Linked DNA regions of Ovis aries: region 2 is linked to region 1. Evidence: chromatin contacts called from public Hi-C data. All regions are on one chromosome and are shown on one strand. Each heading gives the region's core, a stretch centred on a gene start, on an enhancer-like site or on the middle of the called end of the contact. The rest is flanking DNA. Distances are from core to core; before and after follow the strand shown.

Region 1 (5,698 bases), core at 2,397-4,896:
AAAATGGAATGGCTCCTCAAAAGAAAGAACAACCTCTTCTGCATGCAGATATACTCCCTTTGGACTTAAAATACATTTTGGAATTGAAATGCTGAATCGTAGCAAATTCTGACAACAGTCAGGAGTCCTGGGCTCCTGCCAGAAGTTAGATGGCTTGAGGAAAAAAAAATCAACTTCGAATAACTTTTTTCTAGATAATTATAGATAGTATAGTATTTAGAAGGGGAAAAAAACTATGCAGAACTAATATAGGTATGTGATTTTTCTAAGCTAAAATAAAGGCAAATGTGTTTTTTAGCAACATTTTTTGAAAATGGAATTCAGATTTAATCTGCCTTCTGATTTCTTCTACATGGAATCAGTTTTCATCACTTGTATTTATTTGAAGAAATACAAATTATAGGAAGCTAAAATCCCTGGGAAAAAGTCCCAGGATTTTCATGCTAGGTCAAATGCCCATTTGAAATACTTTGCTGAAAATCTATTTTGAGAGTGTGACTTTCTAACCTTTGACAGCTTTGCAAGTTATCAGAGGAGTTGGCCCAACTAGAAGGCAATCACTTGGGCATAAATATCACCCAAAAGAACAGCTATGGTTAGTTTAGGTGCAAAACAGCATAACCCCAAGATTTATAGCCATACAAATGATAGTCAAAAACCAGTTTTTGAAATCTACACTGGAAAAGTTACTATGTACATTACACATGCAAGCTTAAAAGACAATCACCAATTCAGGCTGAACTGATTTAAGTATCTGAGAAAATCCCAAACAGCAGATCTGGCCTGGCTTAAAATGTCCATCCAGTTGTGGAGCCGGAAAAATAAATAAATAAATAAACACATGGAATGCCTGACAGAGACATGAGCCTTGTCTCATGATTTTTTAAAACTGAAAATGCAGCCGGAAACACACAGAACCACAGAAGTCTTGTGAAGAAACTGCCTTTGGCATCTAGGCTGGAGCAAATAAGCTTCAAAGACCCCCACCCCTCACTTTTCCACCAGAACCCTCCATTCTTGCTGTATTTCCTAATTTTGTGGACCAAATTGCTAAGCTGTTTCTTAAAACAGTGTGCAAAAGAAATAGCTACCCTCTGCTACTCTACGGACTCTTACAATTTTTTCCCTCCTCCTGGACACAGGCCACTAGTAAGGGAAAGATTCAGGGAAAAAAAAAAAAAAAAGCACAGCAGTGAAAGCAAAGAAACAATAGACAACGGTGGCTTGGACAAAGCCTTCCCTCAACCCTCTTTCTGCTCCTGCTGTGACTCTTGCTTTCAAGAGTAAGGGCGGCTGCCATCGGATGCAGGGACAATGCACGGAGGAATACAAGGCAGGGGGGAAAAAAGGAAATCAGATGAATTCAGAGCTGAGATGGCAGGGCTCTCACCTCCTCTTGGTTTGCATGGACATGTGTGTGTGTTTGTGAATACTCCGGATGGAGACACCCTGCCGAGAAGAAATAAAAAAAAGGTGTCTGCATTGTTGGATGATTCTGAAGGCTTCTACATTTGTACATGCATTTTAGAACTATTCGCAGGGGTATTCCTGCCGTCAGCCATCTCTCTCCCACCCCACCCCCATCCTCTTCTATGTCCTGCGGTCTCCATCGTACCTCTGTTAGTATGAAGACTTTCTGCCCATGTAAGTGAGAGTGTGCATTCCTTAGTGTTTGAATCAAGACCCATATCTGCATGCAATTCTAATCTGAGGAGCCCACAGTGGTTAGTAAGACTATCAATTAGTCAGCAATAGCAGAGACCCTCATTGCCTCTGAAGGAACAAAGGTAGAAAGACAAGCAAATACTCCAGCACCAGGATCTTGCTGGATCCTGGGAAATTGCTGGCTATGAATAACAGCATCTTTCCCTGTTTAACTCTCAAATGCATGTAACATGACAGGATATTAATGTATCCAGCTGCATAATTAGGCACAGAGTGTCTAAAGGCATACATGTTTCTTTGACACAACTGGGAATAAAATGTATTAAGCTGAACTAAGAGGAAGTACCTGATTACAAATAAGAGGTTATGACACATTTGATCCATGCTCCATTTCAATGAACTGCCACTAGAACTTAACTCTGTGGTAGAGTTCTTTGTCCATTTCAGTGCCTTTTATGAAATAAACCAATAAAATAATGATGAAAGGAGGAGAAGGAACTATTCAGCCATGAAAAAGTATATAAGAAGACTAAATTCTCCACAATAGATGAAACTGATCTGGTTAAAATTCAAATCTGGATTTTGTTTAACATTGGGTGGGTTTCTTTTGGAGTGTGTATATGTGTGTGTATGTGTGTGTGAGAGTATATTTTTCCTAATTGCACATCTTGTGAATATCAACTTATATTGTATGTATCCTGCTAACCATCTGAAACAATACAAAGAATTATTTTCTCTCATTTTGCAGAAACCTCAAAAAAAAACTAATCTTTGGAAAAACAAGGCTTTGCCTTTCAGTTTTCAAGGCCATCAAAATATTGTTAACTTGAATATATATGAGGAAAGAGGGAGGAATAAGTAACAGTTGCTCTTACTCATTTTGCATAGGGATCATTGCAAAGGGAGTGGTGGACTTTGTTTCTGATGTGATCTATGATTTTAACTCTTCTTTTCTGGCCCATAAAAAGCTTCATTTCTTTCCTCAGCACTTGTTGTTAGAATTGAAATTATTTTCCAATAAAGTATGGGAGCTATCATGAAGGCTAATATATTTTCCAAATTCTGTAAATAAGACAGAAAGTCTTACCTGAAGACATACATTTACAGCCACACTGTGACAGGGGCTCCAAGAGTCCACCTGATTTCCCTGTGCTATGGACCCCTCTTCTTAGGACTATCACTCTAAAGAGCCATGTCTGTTTTTCTTTCTTCCTGGACAAAATTATTTCAACAATCATGTTACCCCCTTTTAACCTGGGAGGTGACTACAAAAGCTGAGAAATTTGGAGATAACACTCAAACAGAAAACCCCACTGAGCTGCAGGAACAGGATGAAGAATCTAGCAAGCTCTGGAAATGAGGAGAGGTGGTAGAAATCAGGAGAAAGCAGGTCCCCATCAAGATACAGCAGAGGTAGCGAGGGAGGCTCATGAACCACCCCCCCAACACACACACACACCACCACCCATCAAACCTTGTCACTGAAGACAGAAAAAAAAAAAAAATCCTAACCATGTCAAGAAAGGGGAAGGGAAATGGTGCTAAATAGCTGGAGAGGTGACCCACCGTCCTGTTTGCTCCTTGGCTCTTGCCGAAGGGAGTAACAGCCACAGCAGTGACAACGGAGTTGAAATGTGCCAAGTGCAACCTCTGCCCCGTGCTCTCTGCCTCCCAAAAAGGCGAGAAAAGCGTGGCTGGGACAGAGCACAACAGAAGGAGCAGGCACCGGCAGCGAGTCACGGACTCCATCAGCACCGGCTGGTCTCTGAAAGCCCTGCATCGGGGGTCCCGCTCACAGGCAGCGAAGCAGCAGAGACAATGGCAAATCAAAACCCTGGCAGGGCTTCTGGGATCATTTAATCTCTCACTCCAGCATCTAGACGGGGACAGCAAGGAACACAGGCGACAGCTCCTTCACACCGAGGCGCGAGCATATGCCTGCCTCTCTGAGGATATATTTTTAGACACAATATCGGGGTAAGACAGTCTGTGCACTCAGCGGCAGTATTCACATCCGAACGTGGGAGCAGCCTCTTTCTCACTCTCAGGGGAGCTGAAGATCAGAGGAAGCAGCCACGTTTCTCACCAAGCCAAAAGTCAGTGAAGAGGACCCCGAACCGCAATCCATTGTCTCTGCACTCAGACCATGAAATACATTTTCAAGATGTGCTCCAGAATGAGGTCACGCCGTGTGGCCATTTGCTCACTTCATATCTTTCCACGGATGCCTTATTCTACCATCCAAAAGTACAACCAGGAGCAGCATTCGCACCTTGAGAAATACCACATCTGAATGCCACAAAGTAAGGATGAAAAAATATTCAGCAGGACATGTATTATGAGTAACATGTCCTAAACTTCAAAACTTCTCCAAACAATGTTTATTAAAAGCAAGCAATGAGACAAGTGATGTCTTCTGCCATGTCGACGTGCTTTGAATCTGAGTGCTCCTCCCGTTCACCTCAAGCTTCAAACATTTAAAATAATAAACAGGAGAGAAAAATAGCCCAGCTCATTAAAGCATAAGCAAGAAAGCAAGGAGACCAGCTCAGCCTTTGCAAACAAATCAGACATAATCTGATATGCTTTTGTTTGAGCCTGGGAATTTTTCGTTCACATAGAGGATTAAAATATTTTAAAAGATTCCTTATTAAATATGTATGTGGACATATCTGTACATGTATAAAATTCCCAAGTTAATTTAAATTTATGGGGGAAATTCAAGGGATTGCAGGTCCAACAACCCCAAAAGAAAATAACCCTAAAAAACAATCTCTAACCACATAACCAATCTCTGAAGTTTCACACACCACAAAAATGAGATGGTTGCAGTGGTCATGAATGAAAACAATGTTTCACAACCACAATATTCCAAATAAAAGTACTTAAAACAAAGAGCAAAATGTCCACTTCCTTATTTTTGAGTCAAAATTTGTTTCTGTCAGAATTGGTTTTTTTGGTTAATGTCATATACATGGTATCTATAAAAGGGAGGAACAACATGGATTCTTGTCAGCTCTACAAATTAGCAACCTGAGTGTTGGTTTTCCTTTAAGGGTAGAAACAGTTTATAATTTCACGTTGTAAATCTCACTAGGACTGAGTGCTCTCCCAAGGACTGACAAAGAAAGAATTCACGTCAGACCAAAAGGCTGCTTTTGGTCAGTTTCCTGCAGCATTCTTGCAACAGATTTGGGCCAAAACGAATATAGAATCCTAAGCTGAACCATCCATCACATTTTCCTACTCTTTCAATTAATGACACTGCAATCAGATCGATAGGATATAATAAGAAAAGAGCTTTGTATTTCTATACCTATTAATTCGCTGAGTAACTCCAGCAGTAAAACGTGACTTGAAAGGAAAAACACTCAAGGAAAATGAATTCTCTTAGCATACTGAACAACGACTCCCTGACCCAAAACTGAACACTGATGTTTCTACCTTCCAACCAGGGTTACTAGCATCCAAAATTAGTCTACTTGGTCAGAAGCAAGCTTAATCTCTTTTTTTTTTAAAGAGTCTCTGCAGTATTCTCACAAGGCCACAGGTTGGTCTAGTTAAATTGGTTGTTTTGGGGAGTTTTAGAACAAACATCCCTGAAATGCAAGACAGAAGCAGGGCAGCCATCGCTCTCTGCTTCTTAGTCCAACCAAACTGCTAAATTTGTGGTGCTAGTTTTCGAGGACATTCTGTAGAAAGGAATTAGGCTTAGGAAGAGGGAGACAGGGGAAAAATGATGAGAATGCTAATGATGGTCGGCATTATTAACCCCAAATTCCAAATCATTGCCTTGGTTGGAGACAATGTGAACAGCTCCAGACAGGAATAAAACATGGTGTCCAATCCTCTCGGTTTATCACTGCAGACAGAGGACTCAAGTATGAGTTCTCTGTGGGAAGGAGGCAAAGAAAGCCTGTCCTAGGATGTTCTCCAGGTTCACGTCCATGTCTACATCACAGGGTTACTAGGGAGGAGCAGTGGCTCCCTGAACTCAAGAGCGGAGAGTGAGATCCTAGTCCCCAGGGCCTGG
Region 2 (5,698 bases), core at 1,116-3,615, 160 kb after region 1:
TCTGAGTCACTTCATCCAGGTTAATCCTATAGAGCCATGGTTCTCAACCTGTTAGATTCACATAAAGAACTTTTTAAAATTCTGATGCCCATGCCAATGAAATTTCTATTTTTTTTAAGTTATCCAGATGACTCCAATGTGAAGTCTCCATTAAAAGCACCGCCCTAGATAATCAATGAACTAGTGTTATAGTTCAGTGCATGACCTCTTCCACCCTTTTTCCTATGTTCATACAATCATAGATAAATACATTCCAATATACCCAGTTTTAATTAAAAATAGTATATTTCTATCCATAGTACTATGCACCATGCTGTTTTAATCTAAAAATTTACCATAAACATCCCTCCAGGTCATTATATATAGTTCTAACTCATAGAAAAGTCTTGTTAGAGGAGTAACATACTAAAAATACCATTTTGAGATGAATAATCTGATCATATTATTCAGGAAGAACTGAAGAGCAAAAGGTCAAGTATCTATTAATGAAAGTCTAACAAAATAGTCCAGGAATGAGAGTCAAGGTTTCCAACTAGAGAAGTGGCAGTACGGATGGAAAGGGAGGGGCCAATGTGAGAAATATCAGGAAGAAAAAGAACTGACCTTACTGACTGACTGACATGGGAGATAGGAAATGGGAAGAATCAAGAGCAGCTCCAGGGTTTACACTAGTTAACCTTATAGAAAAATTCAAAGAAGAAGTGATAGCAAACTAAACGAGGAAAGAATGATTAACTGAGATTTATATGATCCTCCCTGCCTGCCCTATAGATTCCAGACTTACCTAACTAGCCCCTAATGTCAATCAATTCCCTGCACTAAATCTATTAATATATACCTCATATCCACCTGCCAACGCAGAAGATCCAAGAGACATGGGTTGGATCCCTGGGTTGGGAAGATCCCCTGAAGTAGGAAATGGCAACCCACTCCAGTGTCCTTGCCTCGGAGCATTCTACAGACAGAGGAGCCTGGCAGGCTACAGTCCATGGGGTCGCAAAGAGTCAAGACATGAGTGAGCGGCTGAGCACTCTCATGTACCTCATACAGGTTCTGTCTTCCTGGTTGACGGACACGGTGGCCTCCATTTAGACTGTAAAATAAAGGGGAAAGAAAGGAGAGGGAGGAAGGAGAAACAGACAAGAAAGGAAGAGAAGGAAGGACTGAGGACTTAAGGGGACTGGAATAATTTAGAACAACCACTGGGACAGTCCTCAATAAATAAGTAAGTAGTATGCTAATTCTGTCTCCCCAAATAAATGAATACATCATTAGGGGTTAAGCCAGCATATCCATGTTTCTTTTAAAATCTTTCATTATCCCTCGCACATTGTCCCTGGACTGATACATATGCATTGCTTTACTGATTCTTCCTTTATAAACCCATGGCTGTATTTTCTTACTTCTGTTCTCCTGACGTATCTTTTGAGCTAGGTAGTAGATGAATGATTTAATGAATGGTTACCTGACTTCACTGTCACAGAGCAGGGGGAGCCTACAATTTTCTCCAACTGTTTCAGAACTCTGGCTTAAAAAAAATGGGGACAGACTATTATTTACTGTGTTCCCCAACTGTCCAATAATAAGATTCATAGGGACCCTGTAAAAATGCCATCTAGACTCTTGACTACCTGGTGTCTACAATCAAGGTATTGCCTAGAACAGACCTATCCATTTACAATTTCTATGTCACTGTTTTACAGGAATAATGAGGGAATTCTTGTCTATAATTTAAAAATAATTAAAAGTTACAGTGGACAATTATATGTCTTATTTTCCCAAGATCTCACTTATTCCTTCTAGTCATACCAGTTCTCAGGAGTGGACAGAAGACTTCAGCTAAACCGAAAAGCTAATACCTCCTTTCCTTGTCCAAGAGGGCCCAGGACCACAGCCAACCAATCAGAACTGGAATTGTTTGCTCTGGAGCTACAAGAGAGAAAACTCTCTTCTTTCTACACAGTGGTGAGGCTGTGAGCCCACAGCTACAGGCTGCATGCAACATTCATGCCAGGACATCTGCCAAAGAGGGAAAAGAATTGGCCAACTTATTGAGAAAACGCAGACCAGAGATGGAAGAGAAACACCAGCAGCATGGCATCCTTGTTTTAACTGCCCCCAGTGGACTCTTTTCCTTCCTAGTTATATTGTTCAGTAGAGGCCCGAAACAAAAGTCTAAGCTAGGTTAAGGTGGCCTTTTTTGACTCACACCCAAAAAAGTCCTAACAAATGCAAATCCTCATCAAGGAGAGAATCCCAAAGATCTGAGCAGCATAAATGGGACGAAATATCAAGTGCTAGCAGGGAGGCAGGAGAGTAAACAGGAAACAAATCTGGAAGTCAAGAGCCACGGAGATCAGAAAAAGGTCAGGGATCAGAGCACAAAGCATGTTGTGCTGGTTTTTCAGCTCTTGCCTCCCGGTTCCAAACACACCCTCCCAGACTCTGCTTCACCACACTGAGGCAGGACTCGGAACACCTCACTTCTCCTCTGCCAGCCAGATGTCCGCTGCACTCTGTCCACAGACTGTGAGCCTAGACAAAGGGATTTCTCTTCCCATTTACTGGCTGTAAGTGTCACCCAGCAAGTTCCCCATCTCAGCAGCAGCAGTGAGTTGCAGAAACAATTGGCCCAGGATCCAGGTTTTGCTCACTTATCACAGGGCCCTTCAGAGGCACCATCACCAGCTGAGCAGTACCCTTTCTTCTGATGCCCAAGTCCCAGCTACACAGGGTCCCCAAACCAAGCTCCTGTGGCACCTGCAAGGTCAAACCCCTTCTCTTCTCAGTGCCGGCTTCCTGGGGTTGTTGCTCTAAGCTTTGGGTTCTAATCTTCCCAGCTTGTCTCTTGTCTCTTTCCTCCCCAGGAAACAGCCTAGGAATGGCAGCTGCTTCCTGCAGGAACCATCCCCATGCTGCCTCCATTGTCTCTTTTTGGCCTTTTCATTCTTTCAATGCCTGTTTAACAAACTCCTAATATTAAATTCTCTTTTAAAAAATGCATTTGGTTTTCGTTTGCCAGAACGAAGCCCATTTAGGTTTGGGTCTGCGAATGAAGGCAGTTATCAGAGAACATTAGCTCAGGCTCCAGGCTCCTAGCTGTACAAGAATCTGGGAGGAAAGGGAGTGGCATGGACTTTCGAGAGTTAGATTTTTGTGAGTACACTCTCTCATTATTTGGGAATGGGGATACTGTATTACTCAGTTTCACTATGTGCAAAGTGTGTTGTATACACTATCTTATCTAATCTCATAAAGCCCCTGTTTTCATCACTTCACAGATTAAGATATTGGAGGCTGAGAGAAGTTTGGTAATTTGCCCAGTATTATCTATCTAGGAATTGGCAGAACTGGGGTCAGAATCCAAATCAATCTTCTATCACCTGTAAGACCCATCTCTATGGCTTGGGCCCCAGGACAAGTAAAGTCCACCCTGACGCCCACTTTGACACACCTGTCTTAGACTGCTGTGCTCTCAGTGTACTGACTGTGTGTTTACTCAGATGTCCTTTCCTGACCCACTCGGGACCTTGCAGGAGCCCTCTGCAATAAAGGGATATTTCACACAGGGCGCAGGGATGAAAGGCAGCCAGAAAGGGTAGAGTCTGTCTCACTGAAGCACCCTAGTGGTGTGGGCAGGGATAGAAAGTGGGAATTAGGAACAATTAGAACCATGTTGGCTGAATCAGTTACAGTGCAACCAAGGGCTCAGTAAGGAAGAAATCCACTTGTTCCCACCACTGGCATATGGGTCACCATTACACACAGTGTCTAGCCCCAACAAGCAAGAAGTTTGTGTTCCAATCCATGCATCCTTTCAGATCTAATTGTGACTTAGAAACTTTCATTTCCTATAACACATTCTGCATCAGCGTGGCCCTTTCTTGGGCCCTTTGACTCTCTGGTCTCCGTGGTTCAACCATTTCTATGCGAGCCAGCCAAGGTCAGTGCTGACATAGAACAGATGCTTTGGAGTCAGAGTTCCCAGGAGAGAAACCAACTCTACTGCTTACTGTATGATACTGAACAAGTAACTTCCTTTCTCTGGGCTTCCCCAAAATGAGATGCAATAATAACCATCATGTATTTATTCTATATTATTTTCTAGGCACTTAGCTAATATCTGACATGCACTGTTTCAATCTAATCCTCATAAAAAGTCTTCTATCCTTGTTCTACATATGACAAACAGATGTTTATGGAAGTTAATGACTAGCCTAAGGTACACATCTAGCGAATGCAGAATCAGAACCAGAAACAAGTCTATCTGACTCAAATGCACATACTCGGCCCATAATATGGCACAAGACTTACTCTCCCACTGTAGACAACTAGAAAGTAAACAAAATACATGAAACAAGTATTTTCAGAGCCTGGAAGGCATAGGCAGCACAGCACTGCAGTCCAGAAACAGCCCTGTGAGCACTACAATGTGCCATCCTTCTCCTTGGAGACAAGGCTCAAGCTGCTTTGTTAGTGGGTGGGGGGCAACCCAAGCATAGCCCCAGGGTTTTACTGAGCTGATGAGTCAGAAATGAGATTCACAAAGAATATGAGGCTTCTGGGGAAGAAGATGGAAAAGGAAGGAAGCAGGCAAAGAAAGAAATCCAAAAATCAACATAACAGCTCCTTCAAGTGTTTGGTTAAATACTGATCTGCCCAAGTTTAGAATGAAACTCTATAAGGCAGAATAAAACCGACTCACTTCCAGGGAGTTATAAGCTGAACAATTCCGTAGGCCCACACACACATGGAAAATATTCCAGTAATTATCAACCAGAATGGAGAGACCTTGCTGAACACAGACGCCATTGACGAAAGACCAGAAAAGTCACACCCTGATGGTATGGCTGAATTAGTACCAAAATAAAGTCTCAAAAGGTATCAAGCTGATCCAAAAGTCATTTAACAGGCTGCTAAAACAAACCTCAAGTTTTTTAAAGACAGACAACATGATGCAAACATTCAACGACATTCATTATGCCTAACATCCAATAAAAAATTACCAGACTTGCAAAGAAGCAGCAGAGGAAAATGTTAGTCAATAGAAACAGACCTAGAAATTACAGAGATAACAGAATCAACAAACAAGTACCTTAAAATAGTTATAATTCAAATCAAGGGTTTAAAAAAGAGGTCAGCAAATTTTTTCTGTAAAGAGCCAGATATCAAATACTTTAAGTATTATGGACCATACATGGTCTCTGGTGCATATTTTCAACTTTTTAAAATAATTTTACAACTTAAAAAGCCATTCCCAGCTCACAGGCCATACAAAAATAGATCATCAGTTCAATTCAGCCCAGAGGTCATAATTTACTAGACCTTGAATTAAAAGAAACATCACATACGGGAAAATACTAAAGAAGTAAAAAAAAAAAGAAAGAAACAAACAAACAAAATATACCTATAGGTCTTCTGAAGTGAAGTGAAGTCACTCAGTCGTGTCTGACTGTTTGCAACCCCATGGACTGCAGCATACTACACTCCTCCGTCCATGGGATTTTCCAGGCAAGAGTACTGGAGTGGGCTGCCATTTCCTTCTCCAGAGGATCTTCCTGACCCAGGGATCGAACCCAGGTCTCCCACACTGTAGGCAGACGCTTTACCGTCTGAGCCACCTAGGAAGTCTAGAAGACTACAGTATCTGAAGTAAGAAATGTACTGGATTATAGTATATCAGAAGAAATATCAGTAA

What was found. Hi-C and Micro-C count contacts between places; a contact is called where the count stands out from the background.
Region 2: a contact with region 1 is called in a Hi-C map of mixed tissues, with 2.1 times the contacts expected there. The contact joins two enhancer-like sites. A contact is called at or near these places in 2 of 16 Hi-C or Micro-C datasets (mixed tissues and tail adipose tissue).

The regions. Positions count from the first base shown.
Region 1 is chr15:32,721,820-32,727,517 of ARS-UI_Ramb_v3.0, forward strand. The region is part of intron 1 of LOC105602212 (a long non-coding RNA gene); the gene reads right to left. Among named protein-coding and RNA genes, the nearest start is that of TRNAC-ACA, 180 kb to the left of the region's middle. Within about 2 kb of position 3,647, at least 6 of the 54 cell types and tissues checked have an H3K27ac peak or open chromatin away from gene starts, as enhancers often do.
Region 2 is chr15:32,884,661-32,890,358 of ARS-UI_Ramb_v3.0, forward strand. The region is part of intron 3 of LOC121816640 (a long non-coding RNA gene); the gene reads right to left. Among named protein-coding and RNA genes, the nearest start is that of UBASH3B, 150 kb to the right of the region's middle. Within about 2 kb of position 2,366, at least 6 of the 54 cell types and tissues checked have an H3K27ac peak or open chromatin away from gene starts, as enhancers often do.